2 separate regions of the Bombyx mori genome follow, and region 2 is linked to region 1. A link is a contact called in public Hi-C data. All regions are on one chromosome and are shown on one strand. The core of a region is the stretch at or near the end of the contact, and the rest is flanking DNA. Distances in the headings are between cores, read along the strand shown.

The links. Hi-C and Micro-C count contacts between places; a contact is called where the count stands out from the background.
Region 2: a contact with region 1 is called in a Hi-C map of midgut, with 1.7 times the contacts expected there. The contact joins the promoter of LOC101739088 here to the enhancer-like site in region 1. A contact is called at or near these places in 3 of 7 Hi-C or Micro-C datasets (midgut and whole pupa).

The regions. Positions count from the first base shown.
Region 1 is chr11:10,085,103-10,091,551 of ASM3026992v2, forward strand. The region is part of intron 1 of LOC101739428 (CYFIP-related Rac1 interactor B); the gene reads left to right. Among protein-coding and RNA genes, the nearest start is that of LOC101739428, 4.8 kb to the left of the region's middle. Within about 2 kb of position 3,274, at least 6 of the 8 cell types and tissues checked have open chromatin away from gene starts, as enhancers often do.
Region 2 is chr11:10,132,653-10,139,101 of ASM3026992v2, forward strand. LOC101739088 (nuclear envelope phosphatase-regulatory subunit 1) reads right to left here and starts at 3,811. Exons shown (of 4, transcript XM_021351588.3): 1 at 3,488-3,811; 2 at 3,153-3,224; 3 at 2,728-2,862; 4 at 1,928-2,146. The coding sequence starts at 3,515. The coding sequence ends at 1,992. LOC101739428 (CYFIP-related Rac1 interactor B) reads left to right here. Exons shown (of 5, transcript XM_004931519.5): 5 at 1-565.

The DNA of each region.
Region 1 (6,449 bases), core at 2,024-4,523:
CAATATAATTTTAGTTTGTCATTATTATATTAGGAATCCATAGGATTGGAAAAATCTATAGGATTTGTGGCTGTGTGGTAAAAAAATGTTCTTTATGTGACTGTTACTTTTTAACAAAGCTCCACAATAGATTCAGTTACAACCTGTTGTTAACCCCCAGACACAGCCCACTGAGTTTCTCACCGGATCTTCTCAGTGGGTCGCGTTTCCGATCCTTTGGTAGATTCTGCGAAGCACGGCTCTTGCTAGGGTTCGTGTTAGCAACGTCGTCAGGTTTGATCCCCGTGAGCTCACCTACTAGTTAAGGTTCCGCTGAAATAGCCTCTCAAGGCTATCAATTTAGGTAGGAAAAAAAAACAACCTGTTCATAGATTTGAGATAACTTCTTATTTCACTCTCATAGATTGTATAAATGAATTTCTAACAAAGCAATTTATATAATAATTACTTAATAGATAGCAGAATATAATAATGACATGGTATTACCAGGTTTCTGTGTCGCATTTGATTTTTCTTTGAGGATTCATTATTTTGTATTTTATACTTAAATAAATTTACCATTGGTAGTCACTACAAATTTTTCATGGCTACCTTTTTGGAAACGGGTCTTAGATTAATTTGAAATTTTTACATTCAGCAACTTTGTTATGATATTAAATGAGCTGAAATTATTTTCATTTCAATGACAGACAAACCTATAGTTTTCACACAAGAACGTTTGTAAATTATCATAAATTTTTTATGTATGTGTACCTTGAAAGGACCCAATCAATCTACTGATATATTTTACAGATAAAATTATGACGCTACACTGATATCTTCTCACACTGTTAATAATAATGACATTGTCTGTAATTTTGAAAAATGATTTGGCACAGAAGCCCATCGTCGCCATAATCAGAATGCCATCATCCTACTTAAGTGAAATAAGTTCCATTAGTATTGAGCATAAAGCAGCTATCCCAACCTTCAAATCAAACATGCAGCAATATTGTTCTTTTTTTATTAAATTTAATAAATTTCCTTGCAAGTTATTGTTTTTGCTGTTGTTTTATCACTAATAATTATTGAAAAGAGATTGCCTATAGTTCTGATGATAGGGATAACATTTCATTAGGAATTGGGATCATAACAGTAGTTATTTAACTGTTTGAATTGACATATGATTTACTATGAGTTGGCATTATGTGATAGCCAGATAGACTATTATTCATGGAAGGTAATATTATTTAAATTGCAAAGTCATCACTTACATAGTTTGTAATCATTAAATTCTGAAAAGTACGAAACCGTGATACTAATTCAACTGACTTTAGGGGCTTAGTAGATATACATACACTTCAGCAAATATTAAACATGATATCACAGAATAGAGACGTAGTTTAAATAAAACTAGTCTAACACTTCAAAAAATATTATCAAATTAAACGTTGAGATAGCAATATTTATAAATCTAAATTCTGTTGTCTTTTATCAACTACCATATCAAGAAAAGGATATTTAAATGATCACATGACTTCAATAAATGACCAAACCTCCGGATAAGACGTCCGGTGCATTCGTATATAGCGATGCAACGGTGTTTGAATCCCGCAGGCGGGTACCAATTTTTCTAATGAAATACGTACTTAACAATTGTTCACGATTGACTTCCACGGTGAAGGAATAACATCGTGTAATAAAAATCAAACCCGCAAAAAATAATTTGCGTAATTACTGGTGGTAGGACCTCTTATGAGTCCGCACGGGTAGGTACCACCGCCCCGCCTATTTCTGCTGTGAAGCAGTAATGCGTTTCGGTTTGAAGGGTGGGACAGCCGTTGTAACTATACTGAGACCTTAGAACTTATATCTTAAGGTGTGTGGCGCATTTACGTTGTAGATGTCTATGGGTTCCAGTAACCACTTAACACCAGGTGGGCTGTGAGCTCGTCCACCCATCTAAGCAAAAAAATAAAAATAAAAAAATGGCAGTGGTATTACTTTAAAAAAATCATATTAGTAAGTATTATATCATCAGTAAGTATAATACAAATTAAGATATACATGCAATTCTGCAGCTGACCACATATACATGTTAAAATTAATTTTAGAAATGACTAACTTTGGTTTTATAAATGAATGTTAAAACCACGTAGAAAAAAATTGGTTAAGCAATTAATAGATAAAGTTACAATATTTTACAAAAAAATTAAATTGCGGATACATAATAAATACTGTATTACCTGATCCGTTTTACCATTTTATTTTAACATGACAACTGACCCAATATACAGTTTACATTATAGGAAACATTTAAAATCTGAGATATGCACTTATTAAAATTATAGAATTAGAATAAGTATGACAAACTATTCCAAATCGAATGAGAAGTCATTCTGTGTATGTTTTGTCAATGTAGTTCAATCTAGTCGTCAGCGGAAACCAACTTTATTTTCGTACTGATAACTCAGTGACGAGATAGCTCAATTAGTCAGAAATATTTCTAGATATGAACTTTTAAGATTAGGCTTCGCAGCACACGTTCATACCGGTACTTAATTTGCAAAAATTGGAAGAAAAGGTATGCGCATTGTCAGCACACATCGGCGCCCGTCCGGAGAGGATCGCAAGGGACGTAAAGTATGCACCCGAGTTTAACCTTGCACAAATATAAACATTGTTCAAATAAACCGTGAACTTGAAACTTTACACCAGAATGACATCATATAAACATGTTCATTGGCTCAGTTATTTTATTAATAAATACGAGAGAAACACGTGAGGGTGTTCAAGGCTCCGTGAAAGCTGCATCGAGAAAGGTTACGCCCACTATCACAGTAAAACTCGGATAATTACAAATTTTATCGCTATTTTTGTTGCCTTTAGAGACAGATTAGTATACGGTACATCTGACTTTAAGTAATCACCTTCGCCAGCCAAGCTGTGACTCTTCATTTGAAGAAGATAATGTCATGGAGCTCGAAAAATACCGTAGAGAATTCATTTCATAGCCACTGGTGGTAACCATTTCTAGATAGCATCGATAAACTCTTCTTCATTCATCATTTCGAGTAAAATTTCAAAATATTCCCCACGAGACACACAGTACATAAAATAAAGGTAACCCATCGTAGACCCAGAGATCACCTATTTATTTAAAAGTAAAATCCTAAAATGCATATAAAAATGTGAATCGTGGAAGTAATGTTAAATACCTCACCGTCATCACAAGTATTTCGTATTCGAAGACTTTTTTAAATCTTCGGCCCACTAGTGTCCCTTCTCGACATAGGCCTCCCCGTCAATTCACGACTGCACCCTCGTATAGCACAATGTCACGTTATCAAACGTAGGTGACGTAAAGTTGACGAGTTAGTCTGATAGTTGATATCCTGTTTCCTTAATTTAAATGGTAACTGGTCATTGGGCGTACTGTGAGCCCACACAGATTATGTCCAGCCGCCCTGAATATTGCTCTCGTGCCCAACTACGGAAATTTAAAATTGAAATCTCGCCCTTTTGTATCAAACAGCACGCAAAATATAATTGACAGCTAAAATAACCTAAATAAATATAAAGGATTCCATTGAATTCACAACCCGTGATCCCCATACCCCTAACTAACCCTCGGCTTTATTTGGTCAACATAAACCCGCCTACCGGTCGGTAATCACGAGCGCTATACTCCATACAGTAGTGCAAACATTTACTCACACTTATCCCGACAGCGAACATTATCTTTTTACTTCGTGTTTTGAGTACCTAAGGACAAAACGTAGCGCGCACCCCAAACAACCAAAATATGATTTTTTGTTTGCCGCTCATGTGTGTTATCCGATTTCACTTGAATCTTAGTGCAGTTGTTGCTGACGCGTCACGGAAGTTTATTTTCATAGTGCCGCGTACAATAGATGACGCCAGAGAAGTCTTCAACAAATGGGTGTATGCCATAAATTTAACGAACAAACAGATGTGTCGTCCGCTTCTCACTATTATTTGAATCTTTGTACACTAGGTACCGTTTCTGTTTTGGTAAAAATATATAATATAATACGTACTATATGTAGTCCTGATTAAGATCTTGATAGTATATAGATGGCGAGCTAAACCAGTTAATACAAATGGCCGAAATCACGTAATCTGAGCCCTCTGAGCTTCTCGCCAAATCTTCTCAGAGGGTCGCGATTCTGATCCGGTGGTAGATTCAGCGAAACACCACTCTTGCTAGAGCAGATGGTAGCAGTCTCCCAGGCTGAGCCCTGTGAGTTCGCCCACATGTTCGGTGAAGCTAGTATAACCCCTCGAGATTACTACCAGTAGGTAGTAGAGGTTTGAAGTTTTTCACAACATTTATTTTTGTGTTTAGATCCAAAATACCAAAATGCGATTCAAACTTGAGATATTACGCTAACTTTAAATCCGTAAAAAATATAAGACTCCCCATTACGTTACCATTTAGTAAAAGCTATTGATATTCGACCTTAGTTAACCCATCATACGTATACACATTTTTTGTTTTGTTCCCTCCTCGTTTGTACACAGTACGCCACAATCATCCAATCAAAACAATCACTACTCGCGTGAGAAATGCTTCATCGTTTATTTCCAGGGGCATTGTTACCATAGATTAGGCATTTTATTGGGCACGACCCGCGTCAACATACATTACGTACGTACATTATCTGCCTCGCTTTCAATAATTCAACAATAATGCAGTTCGTGTGTCAGTATAATGTTGCAGATTTATTAGTTTTATTAAACGATACTCATTTATTACTAGTAATACAACGTAAACATTACGATCGGTTGATAAGCGTAGCTTTAGTGATGAGCTTTAGTGTTTTCAATAATGTTAGCTTTTTTTCACCTTGTTATGGAAAAATGTTAGAATTTTAAAATAAAATCAAAACCTTTAAAACCAATTTCCGACAAAAATACGATTTGTGAAATCTAAATCTAGAAGTGTCACTTATTACGGCCGAATTCAGATCATTGGGCGAATACTATTATTTATTACGCTATCGAAATTTTATGAATTACATTTTACTGGTGGTAGGACCTCATGTGAGTCCACACGGGTAGGTACCACCGCTATGCCTATTTCTGCCGTGAAGCAGTAATGCGTTTCGGTCTGAAGGGTGGGGCAGCCGTTGTAACTATACTGAGACCTTATAACTTATATCTCAAGGTGGGTGGCGCATTTTCGTTGTAGATGTCTATGGGCTCCAGTGACCACTTAACACCAGGTGGGCTGTGAGCTCGTCCACCCATCTAATTACAAAGCTTGTTGCCAACGTCCAACATCTATCGAAATCGCCAATGCTCTGCATACATTAGCTGTTTCCTTCCTTATAACTTGATTAATTACAATGTTTTACATTCAATTATATTATAATATATTTTCCTTAACAAATAAAGAAAATATTATTGGGTAAATATCATATTTTATCCTGTACCGTAGATGGTAGCTGGAATTCTTGCATATAATACCGTAGTTTTGTCATCCAAATCATCTAAAACCCGTAAGGACACCTTGCGCGGTTTCCAATACAATGCGTATGTTCTCGCCTTATTAGTGACAATGGAATAATATAATGTCAGTCAAACATTACCAACGGAAGGTTAGCGTTGAATTTAGTCCTTCAATTGAATTTTGTGATAGGGCCCGCACGTGTAGGTACTACCAGCCTATTTCTACCGGGAATGCGTACCAGCTTAAAGGGTTGGGCAAACGCTGTACTATAAAAATGAGACGAACAACTCTTTTGTTATTTGTTTTATTATTTACTAGCGACCCGCCCTAGCTTTGCTTCGGAAACTGTAATTTATTATTGATTTCTCCACTATTTTATGGATGTTATTAAGTATATATATAAACATTCCTCTTCAATCACTATCTATTAAAAAAAATCTGTTGTGCAGTTTTAAAGATCTAAGCATACATACGGACAGAGAAAGCGACTTTGTTTTATACTATGTAATGATACTGGTTTTTTTATTGCCCTTGTAAGCAGTCGAACATACGGCACGCCTGAAGGTGTGTGGTTACCATCGCCCTTGGACTTCAGCAATGCCAGGGGCAGAGCTAAGCCGCTGCCTACCGTTAAGTGTGTGTATAGGACACGGAACAAATATTAAATCTTCCAGGGATTTTGATAAGCATTCCACATGCTAACGTAGCAAATGAAACAGGTGTATTAAATACATATGTTGGTTTATTCAAGAGACGTGAAACTATTCGTACATAAACGTTAACTAAATAAAGTGGATTCTGACATTTATAATATGTTCTGAAATTTAAATAATTCCAATAAGAATAACAACTGAGGACAGGATGTTCTATAAATGGAGAAAAGACTGCCGCACCTGCGCCTTGTCGTTAAATATTCTTCATTAAATTTAATTCCTCGTGTCATTTCCATAATCGGCGACTACAGATAAAATTCTTCGCGGGATTCGAGAATTGT
Region 2 (6,449 bases), core at 2,561-5,060, 48 kb after region 1:
ACTGAAATTTTTATAGAATTGTAAGATTTTGCAGTATGCGTGTTACATTGACACTCCAAATTGCATTTACTTAGGAATTGATGAAGTTAATTGAAGAATAAGCAAAATTTATGTACGTTTTCACTGCCCAGAAGCCAAAAATTTTGTATAATCCTATTTTTGTGAGTACTTCTTTTTGATTTTCCTATTAAACTCCATGATGAGTCTAAGAGTATTCTGGGTTAATGCATGTCTTGAGTTTCGTCAGTATAAGTACTCTAATCATGAAAAGTGCATATTAGGGCCGTTTTAGCAATAGCTGCCCTAAAGAGTTTCAAATTTCTACATTTTCTGTTAGAATAATAACAACTACTTATCACATTTTTCATTTTACTTTACCATAATATATACATAACATTAACAGATAAGTATTGTTGAAAATTGTACTTCATTATAAATTTTGTTAATAAATTATGCATGTTTGTATGATAACTATTGTCTGTTTTCTTTAGTTATCCTATTTGTTGTATATAAAACACACCAAAGTTATGTAATTTAATAAAATTTAATAGACACTTGTATTAAAGTTGTTTTATTTTATGATGAGTTACATACTTGACCTGTCCTGCAACTTTTAATCTGGTCCTTTGTAATTCGTTTTAATATGAACTAGATGATGACGAGCTTTGCTCGTTTTTTTTATGATAACACCATCTTATGTCTTTAAAGCGGTTACTTGCCCTCAATTAGGTATGTGTCGTTCGCGAACGAACGAATCAAACGACCCGGGTCTCAAATTCCGCGCGAACGATAGGGTCACTTCAAAAAATATGAGTCGTTCACTAAATTGGCTCGTTTAACACAAAACCTACGAATCAGAAGAAAAGAACCATACGGATGACAGTCATTCGGGTCATTTCGGGTTGCCGCGTCTCGCCCCGCGCCCGTCTCGCTTAGTCGTTCGTTGTCACATAATGTCGCATAACGCATTTGGATTGTTTTGATCTCACGTAAACAATCGAACTATAACAGTTCCTTTAAGCTGTTATTCAATACTAGACTTTATCCAGCCAGTAAACTGATCATATTATTTACGTCATAAATTGATGTGATAAACGGTAATCCAAACGTTCGACTGAACGGGTCGTACGAACCGGATCATTTTGTCAACAAGTCAGTACAGGATCTGAATCTCTAAAATTGAACGAACGACACATATCTACCCTCAATTAAGAAAAATAGTATTATTATTCGCCAATAGACGTCGGGAAGAGTTGATTATTAAAAACACGAATAAAACAATATTTTCTGAAAATAAATCGTAGCTAGATCGATTTATCGCCCCCGAAATCTCCTGTATACTATTTTTTATTTTTATTGCTTAGATGGATGGACGAGCTCACAGCCCACCTGGTGTTAAGTGGTTACTGGAGCCCATAGACATCTACAACGTAAAATGCGCCACCCACCTCGAGATATAAGTTCTAAGGTCTCAGTTTAGTTACAACGGCTACCCCACCCTTCGAACGGAAACGCATTACTGCTTCACGGCGGAAATAAGCGGGGTGGTGGTACCTACCCGTGCGGACTCTCAAGAGCTCCTACCACCGGTGATTACGCAAATTATAATTTTGCGGGTTTGGTTTTTATTACACGATGTTATTCCTTCACCGTGGAAGTCAATCGTGAACATTTGTTGAGTACGTATTTCATTAGAAAAATTGGTACCCGCCTGCGGGATTCCAACACCGGTGCATCGCTACATACGAATGCACCGGACGTCTTATCCTTTAGGCCACGACGACTTCAAAAAAATCGTTGGAGCCGTTTCCGAGATTCATATTATATATATACAAGAATTGCTCGTTTAAAGGTATAAGATAATATAGAAAACTTAAATCACTATATTTATAATAGCTTAATACATATTTGAAAAACAAAACAATAATAAAATAAAAACAAGTTTATTCTTATATTTAATATTTAAAGATATGTACAAAGTTAGATAATATTTAAAATAATGAGCTATTTGCTGGTCTCGGCTTCAGAATAAGTTTGCCAGTATCGTCACAAGACATGTTGAAGTCATTAAGTATGGAGCGAGTGCGCGCTGTGATGATGCTAGGAGCCACTACCTTTCTATGTACTCCAATCATGAATAGCAAAACTGTAAGAAAGTAATCGTTTTTTTGCTACAATTAATTCGCTATTTAACAAGATGATAGTTCATTCAATAGTACTAAACAGTAAACAGTTGCATTGGAATGTAAACACTTTTACCATAAGAAATTGTTTAATTCTCATTTATTAGCTATTGCTATGGGCTTTTATAAATTAAATACAACATTTTATTCATATCACTATTGTTTAAGTATATTGAGGTCAACAGTTGGCACTAATTGCAACTGCAGTTGAATTAAATATATTTGTCAATCAAAACAATCACATGAATTACATATACATAAAGTAAATAAAAACAATGATTAATTTCCATATTTTATTCCATAATGAACACTAACTCCAAATTCGTATGTATAAGGAGGAGTTTAAACGAAAAAAGTTGATAAATATATCTGCAATAATAAAGATTTTATGGTTTTTTCTTGTGTAACTAGCTGATTTACTCTTGCTTCGAACCCTATTAATAATGAATTTGTAATACTTTTAAAATAGTGAAGCGATTCACGTGAAAAACGAAAATTTCAAAATTTTGAGTTAGTGTTCATTGGAAGCATCGATTTATCTTACCCAATAATGTAGAGGTCACAGCAAAAAAGGGATGATTCCACAAAGACTGTGTGAGCGAGACTACAGGTGTCAGAGGATCCATCAACCAATGGTATGCTGCTATTGCTGTACAAACTGACACAATTGTCAGTAGAACTGGAATTAAGTTTTAAACAAAGTTGTAAATAGTTTAATCGAAGTATTAATGAAAAATATATTATTCTTATTTATCTCATTTTTTAACAAGTGTATAATTTAAATGTATAGACTAAGTCCATTACTTTAAGGTATATTTTATCACTGATCAGCTCGACTATTCACAGCTGTTTCAGTAATTGGTTTTGTAGATCTTTGTGCGAGCCATCCACTGAGAACTATGCTTTTTTGTTGCAGTTTAGCTCTAGAACTAGCTAGGTATGTATTATAAAAATAGTATAAGTACTTACTTCTCCATCTCATTGTAGCTGGTTGGAGACATGCTATCACTTCAGTTAAACGACGCTCAAAAGCTTTCAAATCTGTAATTATGACTACTCAGTATCATTAATCATAAAGGGTTATTTATCAAAATCGTAACGACAAAATTGTACATTAAAAATCGTAAGTGATTTTGAAGATTTGCATTATTAGATCTAATGTGAAAACGATATATAGTAAACAACTTAAACACACAAATAGGCCTAAATTTAAATCAATGATGTGCAAAATAAACGCAAGTTGCTATTTATTTACAAAACAGAGAATCTCGATCGCCGGACATAACCTAATGACAAATACTAACCATCACAAGCAGTTTGTTCGAGCGACATTATTTAATTTTAAAAGACAAATTTGTTAATGTTGAAAATTATCACATATTAATGTTTTCTTGTCATGTAATTAGATACCGTAAAATGGGGCGATTAGGGACAAATTCCAACTTTATGAGCAATTTTAGGGTAGTTGTTGATGTATATAATGCTATATCAGGATCAAAATGATTGAGTCTTGGGGGCATCTTTGTTGTCTAATTTAAAATTATGCAACTAGCATTCCAGTTTAAGCAAAAAATGCAAAAATAGGTGTAATCCCTATTTACCCGAAAATTGCGGTTAATTGGGACGAAATGAGAAATTTGCTAGGGTTGGCACTACTTTTATTTTTATATATAGTTTTAATTTATTTATTTATTTAGTTGCACCAAAAAAGTGATGATCAATAAAAAAAATTGAAAAACTGACAAAAGTATATGGCAGACATCACCTCAATTATAGGTGCAATCGACAGTGCAATAACAACAATATATATACTATATATATATATATATATATTTATATATATATAGTGGGCTTTCTTAGAAACGGTTTATATTTCTCCGTTCTTGGTAAGTACTTAGGGGCTGATATTTCTATCTGGGTTAAGAGATTAGGTGTGTCGGTTATTCCATGGATTAATCAGATGAATACCCCCACTCTGAACAGATATTAAATATTTTATTATGTATTACTTAGACATTTTTGTCCACCTTGAGATTTCATTGATCTTGTTACATGTCTCTGCAAAATCGACTTACTTATATTAAATTGCTTATCTATTTCAACTAAAGACTTATTCCCAATTTCGCTTCGATAAACCAGATTTTTACCAACAAATTTAAAAAATATTGTTATAACTACATAGACAACCCTACAAACCTGTATCTATTTATACTTAGGTCGTTTCCATTTCACGTATTCTCATCCCAATTGACCCCTTTTTCGTTGTTATTTGTACCTAACACGTCCCCAATATCCCCAAAAACAATAGATTTTTACATGTATTTTTATTTAATCAAATACATTAAAACCAATAACAACTGAGACTTACCTTTAATATATATGCTGGTTCAAACACTAAATAACGTTTATAAATCATAGTCGTCTTCTATTATTATCAAATAAATAAAAGAGAGCAAAGTTTCTAGCACTAAAATAATTACCACCACAGGAAGTTAATTTGAAACGCGATTTTTTATAAGTTAGCAGCTATTATCATGCATATTCAGAGTTGTTTTGTGAACTTTCAACATTCTACTATTAAACTACAAAAAAATTTAAGATTTTGCAACGAATATAAAACTTATATTGAGCGTCGAAAGATTTTCCCGGTTTTTTCCCGATTCGCCTTTCAATCCCTAATCGCCCCATTTTACCGGTATTACAATTTGAGTCCTGTAGAAATTTTATCAATTTTTCTATCATTTAATTTTACTATTATAATGGACCATTCGACAAGCAAAGGAAACGTAACCAATATGCCGGACGATCATTTTTAGACAGTAAAAAAAAACATGGCAATTATACAAAAAATAAAGAAAAACGAACTTTATTATAACATTTAAAAGGTGTGGTATGGGATGAAATAAAATAAGTGGTCAATTGAATCGTGCCGATTTACTGATAGTTTTGGCGTAGTTGTGGTGTTCTATGTAAACTCATGGTGTTCTGATATTTAATTTTATTTTTTAATTCTTGTTTAAGATTAAACGTGTAATTAAGATGGATTTTTAACCATTAATTATTTAAGTCCAAAGTATGGGAAGACCACTGACCTACCTGCCTTATCGCTCGTTTAAAATCCCTAAATCTAAATTTCAATTAGAAATCAACTACAGTACAGTAATAGTAACTACACAGATAAATAGTACATTTTTGGTTTTTTTTATCTCGTGAAATAAAATGAGAAGAACTGGATACGTGAAGCCTGTGGTTAATTTGATGTTTTTTTTGCTCGTAAAACAATCTTTAATAAATCGAATGCATCCATAATGAACTGTAAACTATTATAAAGTAGCATTTTTATTGAAAAGGTAATCAAATTTGGAATATCCACTGAATAAAAACGATTAACCTAATAGACTTCTCTCCCCTGAGTTGCATTCCTCATGTCTGAGGGTCGTAACTATATCTTCCCATTATCCATCTCTGGATGATGTTTCGCCATCTTCTGTTCTCGGCGGTGTGTATGGCATCATAGACGGTGGTATCCAGAGTGGTGCGGATTTGGTCGGACCAACGCGGCAACGCATTGGATTGCGGCCACGAGATCTTTTGCCTGCAATCTTGCCAGTTACTATCAATTTTTCAAGATGGTCACTGTTCTTTTTGGCAATGTGACCGAAGAACTCAAATATCCTCTTGAAGCAGATGGTAGAGAGCCTAGTTTGGATATTGAGCTGTCTTAATATGGATGCGTTAATCCGATATGGTGTCTACGGGATTCGTAGCATCTTCCTCCAGCCCCACATATCCAAGGCATCAATGCCAGCTGCATGCAATCAACTGATTTCAGAGTCAATGTCTCAGCTCCATAGAGAAAGAGTGAGAGCACCATTGATGAATCCCGCCTGCTCTTGCGGAATCTGCCAGTCAATGTAGTACCTGATGCGGTGATTTAAGATATGGAGCATGATTTTGCTCGCATCAGGGGAAGGGTGCGGCAGTTTTCACATTGTTTTATAAAACCTTTCTTGTGTAGTGGTATTATAGTGGATTCCGTCCAAACACTCGGCCATTCTCGACAAAACCAAACCCTGTTACAGATTGTTAAGAGAGTATTAAGGCTTTCAGTATTTCTGCTTTTATAGTGTCTGGGCCTGGTGTTTTCTTGTTCTTAAGGATTGCTAGTGCTACAACCACCTCGGAACAAATTAAATGTGGTTCTAATTCAAAGCTATTCCGAGGTATGTCTTCGGATGTGTCTAGGGTACCCTTGTATAGGTCCTC